Regions from separate parts of the Gossypium hirsutum genome. Here region 2 is linked to region 1. The links are chromatin contacts, called in public Hi-C maps. All regions are on one chromosome and are shown on one strand. Each heading gives the region's core, a stretch centred on a gene start, on an enhancer-like site or on the middle of the called end of the contact. The rest is flanking DNA. Distances are from core to core; before and after follow the strand shown. Region 1 holds the start of LOC107891947 (probable serine/threonine-protein kinase SIS8). Region 2 holds the start of LOC121221161.

Evidence for each region. Hi-C and Micro-C count contacts between places; a contact is called where the count stands out from the background.
Region 2: a contact with region 1 is called in a Hi-C map of leaf, with 2.0 times the contacts expected there. The contact joins the promoter of LOC121221161 here to the promoter of LOC107891947 in region 1. A contact is called at or near these places in 2 of 34 Hi-C or Micro-C datasets (both in leaf).

What each region holds. Positions count from the first base shown.
Region 1 is chrD09:26,949,198-26,956,905 of Gossypium_hirsutum_v2.1, forward strand. LOC107891947 (probable serine/threonine-protein kinase SIS8) reads left to right here and starts at 4,274. Exons shown (of 13, transcript XM_016816875.2): 1 at 4,274-5,448; 2 at 7,102-7,539. The coding sequence starts at 4,954.
Region 2 is chrD09:26,753,550-26,761,257 of Gossypium_hirsutum_v2.1, forward strand. LOC121221161 reads right to left here and starts at 4,289. Exons shown (of 2, transcript XM_041101755.1): 1 at 3,408-4,289; 2 at 2,204-3,006. The coding sequence starts at 4,079. The coding sequence ends at 2,662.

The DNA of each region.
Region 1 (7,708 bases), core at 3,024-5,523:
ATAATATGGAACCTTTGAATAATACAAGGTCTGCCTTGGAATTCTGACCCAGTTCTTAAGGTTTCTTTAAGTTTTTTTGTTTTAAATTTGTGCATTCTCATAGATGGTTGTACCTTTTTATCAAACAATTGAGTATGCTTAAATACAGATGGTTTAGTTAGATTAAAAGATGCGTTCACTACCGTTGGAGAGCTTTTGCGTGATCGCAATGGGGATGGATTATTGGCTTTAGCATGTATTTGAGTAATTGTGCAGTACTGGGTTTTGAACTTTAGGGTATTTTCGATAGGTTAAAACTTGTGCTAGATTGGGGGTTTGAGAGAGTCTTAATTCAGACAGACAATCTTGAAGTAGTTAACATCAATCAGGATGGAATAAGTGAGGATTTCAGTTCCACTTTGGTAAGTAGAATCCATACATTATTGAAGGTTTTAAGGCAATGGAATCTTCAACATATTTTTCGGAAGATAATAAACTCGCAAACAAAATTATTAAAGCGGTATGAGATAGAAGAATTGATTTACGGCTAGTGGAAGATCCCATCTAGATAACTTAATATTAATATTAATATTAATTATTTGAGCTGTAATTATTTTTCAAAAAAAAAAAGAAGAGTTGAAAAATATACAAACTTTGTTTTTTATATATTGTTTCAATTAAAGGGACAATCAATAAATTTAAATTCAAATACTAAGATTTTTTAATTTAATCACGTGACTGGTTATAATAATTTTGAGATTTTAAATTCAAATTATATTTGTTTTGGGTTAGTTTTAAAATTTCATTCATGTATTTAGATGTTATTTGATAAATTTTTTTTAAAAAAGTAAGTGTTAAATATTCAATACCAAATCTTATAAGTACAGTTAAGTTTTACTGGATTTTGAGTTTAGAAAATAAAATTGACCTTCAATAAAATTGTTAAGTATATTAATAAAATTCACTCTTTCTAATAAAATTGTGAAGCTACTAAATGTAATTATGTTGTTTGATATAATTAATATTGTTTTTTAAAATTATTTATTTCTTAAATTTAAGCTTATTAATATAATAATTTGGATATCTCACTTTTTAACAATTTTTAAAAAATATGCTTAAGCATTTTCAACATTAAGTGATAAGTAGTTATCTACTTACTTATTCAACATTTTTTGTTGAATATTTTGTATTAATTAAAAAATTAATAAGATTGTCAAACACATTTAAAAAAAATGTCAAAAATTTTCATTTTCAAAATTTTCAACAATTTATCAAACACAAGCACCAACAAGTTTTTTTTTTTATTTGATGCAAAGAAAAAAAAAGACTATGTTCTCGCCATATGAAATATGAAATAGCATGACACTTCAAATTCAATATGAATTTTTTTATTTTTTATTATTTCAAAATATTAAATTATGTATTGAAAGAGTAGTACAAGAGAAAGAGCATTTCCAATTTTATCTTAATTGTCGTGGACCTATCTCAGCATCATAAACTTTTTTCTTTTTACACCAAAGGCTATTAATAGTATTTATGTTATAAAAGACTACGAAAAAAAACTATTTTTTATTTTTCTTTTCAAAAAAGAAGAAGAAATTTTGGGATTACTGAATCAAATACGAAATAAATATATAAAGCAACGAAACATCATAATATTATTGAATTTTTTCCGAAAAAAAGGTGATAATTAGATTATTTAGTGACTTGAAGTTCGTAAAAAAACCCCAAGAAACATCATTGTATTTGGAAGAAAACTTTGTGATCTCGTAGATTTTTTTTGTAATTCTTGGAATGTATGGATTATAATTGTAATTGAGTACTCATAATTATATGGATAATCTTTTAAAAAGAAAAAATTATTAAACACACACCTCTATATTTTCTCTATGACAAATTATAACAAATATTTTTTTAATGACAACTAAATATATTTTTAATAAAAACCTATGTAAAATATTTAATTTAGAATTTAGGTCTTTACGTCTCATGCATTTAGAATTTAGTCTTTTCATTTTTATTTTTAAGAATTTAATCTCTCTACTTTTTTGGATTTAAAAATTCGTTTTCAATTTATATATAACCACCCAACATTTTAATTAAAAAGTAACATTATAAAAATATAGAGAGCAAATAATATTAGAAATTAAAATTTCAATTTTAAACATATTAAAGGAACTAAAATAAAAGAATTATCCATTTTATAAAACGCAATAAAGAACATGGGGGGTGTGCGCCAAGCATAACAAAAAGACATTGGACTTTCCTTTAATATACAAGTATATAGATATTGAAATTAAATTTTTTTATTCGTGTGATACGTGTGTATTAATTAAAAGATATTTAAAAATTTTAAATTCACCCTTACCATAAGCCTATATTATATTTTTAAAATCGAATTTATATTTAAAACAATTACATTCAAACTCTAATATAGTATAATTAAATATGAATACAATAACATTGGACATTTCTTCAATTCTTAATTAAATTCAATTTCAATCTCAATCTCAATCAGTCAAAATAATTAAATATTGTTTCTAAAATTCAACATTGAATCATCAACAATTTTTAGATTGAATTGGTGATCGAACCAGTTAGGTTACCGATTTGTCGATCCGATCAATTCAATTAAAACTTATTAAAAAGTTAAAATTTTTTAAAAAAATCCAATTCAATTTTTGGTTCAATCGATTTGTACCAGTTCCCAGTTTAATCGATTTAAAGTCACTCTTTGAACCAATACCTCAATCGGTTCTTGATCCAACCGATCTGATCAACCGGTCCAGTTTGATTCAAACAACATTTATTTTAATCTGCATTTTTTTATACATTGAAATGATTAAATATTTTTAAAAGATAAACTTAAGTATGTATATGTGTATATATTAAGTATATAAAATATTTGTTTGATAAGTAGAGTTTTAATTTATATCAAATTTCTTTTATAAGGGTTATTAGATGTATTAGATAAATTCTTACAAAGTACATTTGATTCTAATTTTTATTATTACAAAAGTTTTGATTGTAGTTCACTCAAAAACAAGATATTTAGATAAAATTTGATTAACAATTGTTGTTAGTCTCTATACTTGGATAAAATTTAAAATTTAGTTTCTATACTTAAGAGGTTAAAATTAAGTCTTTTTATTTTTTTATTTAAAAATTTCAGTTTAATCATTAACATTCTTAGTACTTTTTGTCAAAATTTATCAAGTTGGCATATTGATTAGACCGTCTTCGTATAACGTTGAATATGATTGACAAAAAAATTAAACATGTAAAGTTGACAATTTTGGACAGAAATTATAAATAATGATAATGGTTGGACACTAATTTTTAGCTTTTAAAGTATAGGGACTAAATTTTAAATTCTAGATAAGTATAGATACTAATAGCATATTTTAACCTTAAAATTTTACCAAAAAAAAAAACTTTACAAAAGCGGCCGTAATTTGTAATTGCCTTACGGAAGGTGTAATCTTAAAAAAAAAAAACATTTTTTTTTACTTTCCATTGCAGTAAATTTCATGGGAATAGAAGTTAGAACAACTTTTTGTCTTCAAACTTGGTATCGAATAGAAGCTGACAAAACGAAAATCACATTAAAAATAGGCAGAAGAAACCCAAAACCAAACAATAAAATTAAAAGCTAAAAAGAAAAAGTATAATAACTTTTTTAATCCTCTAATTTTATAAAAAAAATTATTTTAGTCCTTTATTTAATTTTTTTATCATTTTTAATCCTTTAAATTTGCTCTGTTTGTTAAATCACTCAAAATAGATGAAAAAGAATAATGTTTGTTAATTTTGTTGACTGTATACACATGAATTATCACTTGGATGCCACGTTAATAATTTATGAATTTTTTAAATTTTAAAAATAAAAAATAAAAAATTACAAAAAGAATAATTTAAAAATTTTAAATTTAATTAATTGCTGATGTGTCAAAAGTTAATAACTTTTTCATCTATTTTAGAATGATCTGATAATCAAGGTAAGTTTAAAAGATTAAAAAAATAAAATATTAAATGAAAACTAAAATAATTTTTTTACAAAATTAAAGTAACAAATAATTAATCACCACAAAGAAAAGAAAAAAAGCATCAGCAAGTCATTGAAATGAAGTTCATGGTTAAATATGATTCCATTAACCTCAAATTTCCAACTCATCATGCCACCACCTTCCAAGTTGTAAGCAGAGTTTGGGGACGACAAGAATATAGAGAGAGAGAGAAAGAAAGAAACAAAAGAAATAAAAAGAAAGTATTTTTGCCACCAAAAACTGGAAAACTTTTTTTCCTTTTTCATTTGGGACATCGAAAATCCTTGTTGGCCTTTGCTCTATAAATCAAGTGGGTCAGAGTTTGTTGTTGTTTTCCGAGGGGTCCTACAATCCCACTTGTTAGTCCTTTGCTCCTTCTCTCTCTCTCTACCCTCTGTTTAGTGTTTACCTTCACTTGTTTTTAAATATATATATTTTCCAAACTACTCCCCTTTTCTATGCTTTCTTCTCTACTATCTATATCCGAAAAAGGAAGATCCATTCTTTTTCTTAATCTGGGTATTGGAATTTTTTGTTGTTTTTTATTTAGTTGTTGAAGCTGAAAGAAACTGTTTGCTTCTTTGTGTGCTGTTAAACTCTTTTTCCTTTTTTTTTTGGTGGATTTCTTTGTATGAGGAAAGTGGGGGTGTTTTCTTTGACCTGAAGTATCTGGGCCTTTCTGATATTTGACTAACTTTGCTTGGTTGTTTTGTGATTATGGTGGTTTTGGATTTTGGATTTGATGGGTTGATTTTTTGGGAAATCTCGAGAGGTAGAAGGTAATTGGGTTTTTAAGAAAAAGGGGTTCTTAAATTTGTTTTTGGATTAGTTTAAACTTTAGATTTCATGCTTGGTCCAAGACAATGGAGATGTTTATGGCCAGATTTTTATTTCTTTAGCATTGGCTGCTATATCTTAGTGAAATAATATGAAGAACTTCCTCAAGAAACTGCATATGATGTCTAATCAATCGGAAGATGTACAAGGGTCAACTTCATCGAAGAGTAACAAGTCCAGTATTGTATCATCATCTAGTGATAGGCCTTTACAGTCAAGGCCTCATCATAGTCCTGACAACAATAAACCATTATCTGTTCTTTCCAATTGGTTAAATTCAGTTGCTAATAGAAAAAGTCCCAGTCCACCATCTTCTTCAAATGTGAAGAGGGAGGAAACTATGGAACCTGCTGATTTAGCTACTACTAGTGCTTTAGAGGCTGCTTTGGATGCAGTAAGGCGTGATTCAGGGTCTAGTAACTCAAGGGATCCTGATGTAGAAGAGGAATATCAGATACAATTGGCTTTGGAGTTGAGTGCCAGAGAGGATCCTGAGGCAACTCAGATTGAAGCTGTTAAGCAAATTAGTTTAGGCTCTTGTGCTCCAGAGAATACCCCAGCTGAAGTTATTGCATATAGATATTGGGTATGTTTCCCTCTTCATTCCCCACTTTAATCTAATTATCTCGGTTGAGTTTAAGCAATTTATCCAAGTATATACTATAGGTTTAGCTTTAGCCAACTGTTTTGCATTGCATGAAATGTATATTATCTTTTCTCCTTAATTTATTTATATTTCTTTTCTGTTTCATCTTGAACTGCATGTAAACTTTATTTCGTAAATTGGAAAAGTTTGGCATATGAATTTCTGGCATGAAGGTAATTTATGCTTTAAGGGGAGAAATACTTTCAAAACCAAATCCAATAATGTTCTGAGGAGGGGTCTGCCTTGCGCTTGTGGTGATTGTGAGTCGTGATCCTTTTCATTTTTTCATTCCACTAAGAAATATGATTATAAATAGCATCATCAAAGCTTAAGCAAAGTTTCCAAATTCCCTATTAGTGCTGCTTTACATTTATCATCTTCCCAATAGAAAGGCAGTATTGTTGCTCATGTCACTGATGACAACCTTTTGCTAGAGTTGGTAAAATGTTGGTAGAAGGCTTACATTGAAACTAGGTATATGCTGGCAAAAGTCTAGGGACATCTAGTTTCATAATCTTCGATTTTGATGGCTTTTTTTGAGGAATTAGTATGAGGGTTTTTCATTTTGGCTAGTTGTTTATTTCTTGTCTGTTGGTTAATCTTATTGGACTTGAATTTATCCCCTTTAGATCTAGCCTCGAGGTTTATTTAAATCATCGTCTGACATTCTGTTCTTTTAAGTGTAAAGTCCATAGTCCATTTATTTCTTATCTTCAGCTAACATAGTCAGAAACTGAAATTGGTCTTTTAGATAAAGCTCTTTTGTAAATTTTTCATTGCTGCTTCTTAGTTGAATGGACATACTAAATTATATTTGTAAGCTCATGGATCCTTTCAATCCATTGAGAAAAGCATATGTTTTGAGACTTTCACTGTAATAGTCTGGTTTATGGTTTACACTGAACTCATGAACTTTGCTTATTTTGTTATTCTTCCAAGAAATTAAATGTGCAAGTCGAGCAATTAGAGGGTTGAATCAAATCTCGGTCTTTTTGTTTTCGAGTTGCTTTAGATTTAGGTAATCTTGGGTTTGTAATTTTGAATTTGATATTTTTGGGGGTTGGGTTCAAGCTGTTGATTTTTTTTTAATTTTATTTTTTAGGATTCAAATTCAATTAGATTTGGATTAATCTTTTAAATCAAGGAAGATTTTATCAACTGTTAGATTATTCCAGGTCATATTTTAGTGAACTTGTGGTGTACTCCAAAATTTGATTTTTGATGTCATATAAATAAGATATTCATGGCGCTAAATATTTTAAGTGATTCTCGGTAATTATGGTTTTAACTTATATACAAAGGTCATCTATAACACCAAAAGTCAGAAGTGGTTTAATTGCTTTTCTGAATCGTTAGAATTTTATTGAGTGTTAAAAAAAAAAACTATTTGAACATTGGATTATTAGATTCTCCATGTTTAAGAAAAAAGAAGTTATGGCTAAATTTGCTAATGTATCATTTTGGATTTTCTGAATATCTACTTTTGATTGCTAGATTCCTTCCCACTTCCAAGTTAGCTTTCTGGGATTTATTTGCTATATGTTTATTCCTTGCTAACCCAGCTCATATCGTAGATTTGTCCGTGCTTCACAGAATTATAATTCCCTTGATTATGATGACAAGATCCTGGATGGCTTTTATGACCTGTATGGAATTCTAACTGAATCCACTTCAGAAAGAATGCCTTCACTTCTTGTTCTGCAAGGGAAGTTGGTGTCGGACAATGTCTCTCAGGAAGCAGTTTTGGTCAATAGGGCTTTTGATGCAAATTTGTTGAAACTTGAACGAAAAGCACTAGCGATGACTGCAAAGTTAAGATCAGAACCTTTGGCTTTTGTAAGCAGCAATCTGGTGCAAAAACTTGCAGTTCTAGTTTCTGATTATATGGGTGGACCTGTTGCGGATCCAGACAATATGTCACGATCCTGGAGAAGTCTTAGTTACAGTTTAAAAGCTACCCTGGGCAGCATGGTTTTGCCTCTTGGCTCTTTAACAATTGGGTTGGCTTGTCATCGTGCATTGTTATTCAAGGTATTTGCCCCGTTTGTTTATTTTTCTTTTCTTTCTATTCAGGTGTTAGCCTGCCAAGTGCCAACTGGATTTCTCAAGATTTACAAGAACAATTAAAAAAATAATTCCATACAACCAATGCCATGTCGTTGGAATTGACAATTAGTTCAGTGATGTTGATAGTTTATTA
Region 2 (7,708 bases), core at 3,039-5,538, 200 kb before region 1:
TCATAATTGAGTGGCCACTAATGTAGTTTACCCAAAGTTTTTTCCTACTGTGGCATATATATTCATATGTATTAAAGTGGAAACAAAATATTTATAATGATGCTAACAAGTGTAGGGTGCAATGATAAGGTACATTACATTTTCAAGGAGAGATGTGAGTTCAAATATTAGAGATAACATTATTAGGAGAGCAACCACGAAACCTAAGCATGGACCGTAAAATGAACATAAAAAATATCAACAAAAAAAAAGCATAGTGATAATTTAAAAATAAAATAAATAACAATAACTATTTTCCTCAATTGAAAAAGATTTTATTTTTTATGATTTCATATATTATAGGTTAATTAATTTAAATTTATAATAATTTATTATATTTTATTTCAAAATTATTTCTAATAATTATTAATTTTATAATACATTTAAATCGATTAAATAACTTATTTAACTTTGATTTATTTTTATTTTTAAATTAAATTTTATCGACTTTAATAGTTAAACCTTAAACATACAAATAACTTGAATCTAAAATGATCCAATTCAACATAATCTATATATTAAATTAAACCAAAATGATTAAACATGAAATGACCCAAACCCGCAATGACCTAACCTAGAAAAACCCAACCCTCAAACTTAAAATGACCCGAACACAAAACTTATCTAACTTGAAATAACCCAAAATTTTTAAAACTTGAATTGACTCTGTCTAAATTAATTTATTACAAAAACCTCTCAACCTTTGTGCAATAATGAATGAATAAAAAAGTTAGATTTTACAAAGGCAATTTAATAAAAATGTGTTTTCTAGATTATTTTATATGTTATCAAATTAAACTATAAAATTTTATATTCTGATCAGATAAATTAAACATTATAATATAACATACCCAATAACATATCAAAATTTATTAATTTAACGCTACTTTCATGTATATGATTGACGAGAATAAAATATATTAAATCGATAAATTTTAATAAAATTATCAACAACAACAATTATTGAATTAAAACTTTTAAATTAGAGGATAAAAAAATTAATTTTTTTAACTTTTAAATATAGGGAATAAATGTCATATTTTATGAAGACTAAAAAAAAGAGAGAGCATATTTTAACTTAAAATCAAGTATATAAAATCACTTGGTAATCTAATATAACGATTTTTATTAATAAATTTAAAATTATTTAACTATATCATGAACAATAGGAATTTTCGTCCACTACTCCCTCTATCCATCCCAGGAAAATGTCACAGTTTACTTTATTTTTTAAGTTAATTTTTTAGTTTTGACTTCAATTATTTTAAATATATTAATTTATCAATTAATCAAAATTTATAAATATATATTTAAAAATTACTTCATTTAATGTTTTAATAATATTTTCCTTTTCAAAATTACATCTATAATAAATGCTAATCAAAATTAAAAAATGTTACCGTGACAAGTTTAGTGTAACAGAGGAGCATTAATTAGGGGTGAGATTCACTTACAACTATATAAAACTATTTTAATTTTACATTCGTTTGTATTTTTTCACAACTACTACTTTAATGATTTGATTGTCGTATTTCATATTCCATTCATATAGATTGTGCATGTAAAATTTGACATAAAATAAAAATTTTTAACTATATGTTTTGTGTAAAAAAAATTCTAACAATTCAATAAATATTTATATATCCAGTATTTTAGATCGACATGACAGAGATATCAGATCAAATAAAAAATTCACATATTTTACAAGTACATTTATATTAATAAATTCAACTATTAGATCATTAAAATATTAATTATATAAAAATATACAAAAGATATACAAAAGGGCGTAAATGGATCCCTACCCATTAAATTATATTGCATACAAAAAATATATTAACATTAAAAATATTGTTATGTTTTTAGTACAATTAAAGTATCATTCATGTCTGTTTTGTTGAGGTAAAAATACCATGAAAATCTTTGTACTAGAAGTCAAATTATATTTTGCCCCCTCAATTAAAAAATAGACAAATTAATCAGTGTGAGTTAGATAAACAAACAAACAAACAAATCCTTCTATTAAAAATTACATCTATTTTTACTGTTAAAAACCAATCTTTGTATGTTCGTATATACCTACCTAGCTATTTTGTCAAATTAAAATGATTAATTTATCTATTTTTAAATAACAGAAATGAAATACAATTTAACTCCTAGTAGATAAGAGTTATAATGATGTGTGTTTTATTGAGGGTAAAGATTTAATGAGGATCATTACATAATTGACCCAAATAATTGGGCATTTGGCATGGCATCCACTTCTTAATATCTTCATTGGGAGACGCGACAACTCATGAATTTCTCGTGAATGGCATTAGTGTGTTAAAATTCCCCCCAAGGATGCCAACAAATTGATGACCAGTTTCCCCCACATTTTGTCCTTACAAGACGAGGCAGTGCTGAGTCAGGCACATGCCAACAAGCCCCACATCTCAAACTTACCATTTTGAACCAAAATTCTTAAATTTTCAGGGGGAAAAGCCCATAAATTTCACAGATCTAAACTCACACACCAAACTAACTGAAACAAAAGAATTTTACAGCCTAAAAAACAGCAACAGCAACATCAACATCAACATCAACATCAACACCAGCAACAACAAGCCATATCAATGCCCTCTAACTAGACTTGTATGATAATACAACAAGGTGGATAAGCAACAAGCAAAGCGATAGAACCGGCAGATGCTGGGATAAGTTAAAGGTAACCGATGACGACTGATCATATATTTCAGAAGAATCGACCGGTAGCGGCATTCCGTCGCTGTTTAAGGTGCAGGAAGAAGGGCTCGAACCATCTTTGCTCATCATCATCGCTCGTAAAACCGCGGAAACCGTCCGAATGTAAGAGGTCCGATTCTTGGCGAGCAACCATGTGAGACCCATCAGCTGGCAATCTTTGTTGCGCATTTTGGTGGTCCTTTCTTCTGACTTGCTTGTGTTCAAAGCATTCTTCTTGTTGAGCTGCACCAACAACATTGTTTTTCCCATTAGCAAGAGGAATAGTAACACTTGGCTCATTAAAAACTAAAGACAAGTTGGGTGTTAAACATCTGATCCACAACCAATCTTTGGATGCATTTGGGATTTTGATATACTGCCAAACTCCACTAAATAAGCTTAGCGTGATTATGATGGTTTCAATTAATAACAGTATACATTAAAAAGTTAGCTAAATTAATACCCTATTCATCCTCCCCCATTGGCATGGATTCTTCACTTAGATTTCCCCCTTTAAGCTGCTTAAAGAAATGGAAAAGGAAAAAAGAAAAAAAAAGTAAAAAACCCACTTTCCCAATTTGCCAAAAAAGTGTGAAAACCCTAATTAGATCTTCAGTTGACAACAGAAGAAGAAGAAAATTTACCAAATGAAGACTTTTCAAGCACTTGTTGCAACCCCCAAGACCTGGAAATCCATTAACATTGGAGCTGCTACTTAAGCAATTTCTCTCCAATCTCTCCACACTGTCATCCCCAACAAGGTTGCCCTTTTGGTCCACTGAGAAAGCATCAGGGCAAGTCAATGGGTGAAGCCTGATGCCACAATAGCAATACACCGCATCGCATGTCTCGTTCGGTTTAGCCAACTCCACGCCTCTCTGTTTCAGAGCTTTCCCTAAGTCATCCACACAGGTTTCCGAGTCATCCGGCAGCAATGGCATGTCATAAGATTGGGTACGCCCCGCAACCGCTGGCACTACTCTTCCAACCCCACCAAGGGCGGTGGCGGAGTAAGCGGCGTAAAGCCATGCAGCGAGAACAGGACAGCAGCGGCTGCGGTGGAGCTCACTCGCCACCCCATTGTTTATCTTAGTGCCACAAGCGTTCTTAACGCTGTGAAAGAGTTGTTCAGGTAAGTCAAGTGGACAACCAACGACATTGGATTGCTCTGGAAATGCAGGGATCGTTGCAGGTGGGGATGTGGATAGAGGGAGGGATTGGACATTGAGGGCGTCAGGGCTGGATATAGTGAAGGAAAAAGTGGCAAAGAAGAGGGAGATGAAGAAGAGAAAGAAAGGGAAGGGGACTAGAGACATGGCAAAGGTGGTGTGGGTATGGGGATGGGAAAGGGAGGAGAAATGAGGGTGAGAGTGGGGGCGTGGCTGGTTTTTGGGATATGAAATAAAAAAAATAAAAAAGCTTGGAGGGGAGAGTGATAATGGAGGTGGGGGATAAAAGAAGGGAAAGAAATAAACAAAGAGGTGGGATTCGGAAAATGTTTGGCAGTTTGCTACCTCGGCTTTATTTATTTATTTAAAAATCTCCATCTCTCCCTCTTAATTATTTGTTTAGGGGTCTACCCTAGGCTTAATTCCAACATCAAATATTTTTCAAAACAAAAAAATATATAAAACAATTACAAATAAATATTAATAACTCTCGAATTTAAGATTTTGCGTTCAAGAGTTCAGAGTCTAGAGTCTCAAGTCTCAAGCCTCGAGTCTAAAGTATTCACATTTATTTATAATTAATTATTATTTAATTATGTTTAAATAAAGTTATTTGTATCTATTTATAAATCTGTTATTCTTTGTTTTATTTAATTATTATGCGTCATGTTATTTTTTATCGATGGTGCACGAAATTTATGCATAGTAAATGCATCAAATGTTCTCATTTTTATTTACTTGAAAAATTATTTTTTATAAATATTTATGAAAAAAACTTTAAAGTTTTATCTAATAACGTTCAAAAATCATAAAACAAAATGATTTTGTCAAAATAAATTCAAAAAAATCAAAGCCTAAAATTACTATAAAAATCATGAATTAAACTTGGCAAAATGAATTATAATGGACCATTAAAAGAATCTAAAATACCTAACTGAACCGAATCAAACTTACCTTTATTCAAATGCAATAAGAAAATTCATTTGGTTTCAAAAAAGTCTTCTTCTTTTTTGTTTTTGTTTTCTTCAAAATATAAAAATATTAAAGAAGACATGTTTGGTTGAATATTTTAAAAATTATTTTTAAAAAATAAAAATATGTAAACATTAAAAGATAATAAACAAATTATTTTCAGTGTTTTCACTGAAATATTTTTTAAAACTAGAAAAAATAATAATAAGAGTGTGTTTGATTTAAAGATTTGTAAGGGTGATTTCATTTGTATTAAGATTTTTAAGATTTTAAAAATGAATTTATTTATTTGGATAAATATATTAGAGACTTTCAAAAAGTTGTGAATAATTTCAAGAAGAAATTTAAATAACTCAATTTCCTTTCTATTTTTTTTTTCAAATTCTATCTAAAAATTTTGTTTTTTTTTAATTTTCTCATAAATTTATTTGATTTCATAAAACTATTTTTAAAAATCAAACGAAGCCTTAAATTTCTTTTCTTAAGATTTAAAATCAAAATCTCAGCTAAATTTATGTTTGATATATAATGTTAACTCTTATAAAGTATGATGTTTAAGGGACAAAAGGAATTGAAGATTGTTTTAGCAAAGTATGTAATAAAAAAGAGGTTTGATATTGTCTACCTTAGGAATGAAAAGGGTAGGACTAGAGCTAGGTGTAGGGAAGATGGGTGCCTTTTTAGAATATATGTTTTTGTAGATAACAGTGATGAATTTTACAAGATAAAAACCTTCATAGAAACTTATGAGTGTTCAATAACATTTAAGAACAAAAGGGCATCTTACAAGTTGGTGGGGAGCATTTCTTAAGTAAAATCAGAGTGATTCCAAAGTTTAAGTTAATTGAAATGCAAAAACTAGCCAATGAAGAGTTGAAAGTTGATCTGAGTAGGGGTACATGTAGCAGGGCTAGGAGATGGGCACTGAAGGAGATCAATGGAAAGGTAAGTTATGAGTTTAATAGACTATGGGACTATGCAAATACACTTAGAAAGGCAGATCCGGATGGCCATATAGAGGTGATGGTAGAAAGACCAACCTCTACTGAGGTTTCCAAGTTTAGGAGATTTTATGTAGGGTTTAGTGTATTGAGAAAAGGGATTTTACAGTGTTGTAAACCTTTTATTTGTCTGGATGAATGTTTTCTGAAGGGGATATTTAAGGGGGAATTTCTGTCTGCTATCGGTAGAGATGGCAATGACCAAATCTACCTTATTTCGCAAGCAATTGTGGAGAATGAAAATAGAGAAACATGGTGTTGGTTTCTTAAGAATATTATTTCAGATTTACAAATTGACGATGGTTTTGGATTCACGTTCATGGCTAATAAACAAAAGGTATGTTAGGGACATTACTTAAATATTTTTTTCCTTCTATGTTTAATTTATTAAACAACCATTTAATACTGTTGTTTTTGTTTGCATTTAGGGATTGATGGAGGAGATATTTGAGTTGTTGCCAAGGGTTGAGCATAGAGTCAGTGCAAGGCATTTATATGCCAACTGGAGGAACAAAAATCCTAGAAGAGACTTGCAACAAGCATTTTGGGGAGCATGCAAATCATATAAACCTATTGACTTTGAAGATCACATCGAAAAGATTGACAGTATCAAACATAGTGCCAAGGTAAGTCTACTTAGAACTAATCTTGAGCAATTGTCAAAGGCTTTTTTTTTAGTAGGTCTATATGTGATGCAATTGACAACAAATTTGTTGAGTCCTTTACTGCAGCAATTTTAGGAGCTAAGTCAATGTCTATTATTTCCATGTTACAAGAAATTAGACAGTATGTAATGAGGGTGATTGTAAACAATTTAGCCAAATGTAAAAATTGGAATGAACAATTCTATCCTAAGATAGGTCAGAAGTTACAGAAGAGTATCCAAATGAGTTCATACTGTTATGTTAAATTGAATGGAGTAGAAGGGTCTGAAATAACAAACTTCAATGATGTTGTAGTTGTTGACTTATTTCAATGGTCATGTAATTGTAGGAGATAGGATCTCACTAGCATCCCATGTTCACGTTGTTGCAGCCATTTTGTAGAAAAAAAACTGATATTTCTGATTTTGTATATAAGGGGTTTAAAAAAGATGTGTTTAAAAAATTGTATGGCTTTATATAGCTTGTTATCCCAAGTGAGAAATTTTAGTTAAAAACCATTTTAGGACCAATTGATCCCCTCATTTTAAGAAAAATGCTTGGGAGACCAAAAAAGAGCAGATTAAGAGAAAGGGGAGAGAAGGGTGGGAGTGGGAGTAAACTGTTTAGAAAAGGGAGGAAGATAAAGTGTCACAAGTGTTTCATGGTTGGACACAACTCTAGAAACTATCAAACTTTATCTATTGTAAGTGTTTTGATGACTAAGAATTTTAATGCAATTGTTGGCTAATTTGAGAGCTCCTAACATGTTAAATTTGCATAGTACAACTCCAACAGCTCCAGTGGCTCCTACTCCACCAGCTCCTTCTCAAATTGTTGCATCAAAAGCATCTGTATCATCCACCAACTCCTTCAACACAACCAACTCCTCCCATTATGCCAACCTATTCAACATAGCAAATACTTACAATACTTTGTAGCAGAGGAAAACAAGTTGTGCAAGGATTTGGGTTATAACTAATAAGAGGACAAGGATGCAAATTTTGAATGTACGTTACCAATTGTTGAACTATTATGCTTATTGTATTTTGGTGACATGTTTTTTAATTATGTATTTTATACATTACAACCTGGTATGAGAGGGAAACCATGGTGATTGCCCTAACCAAGTGCACTAATAAAAGGAAGGGAAACAACAACA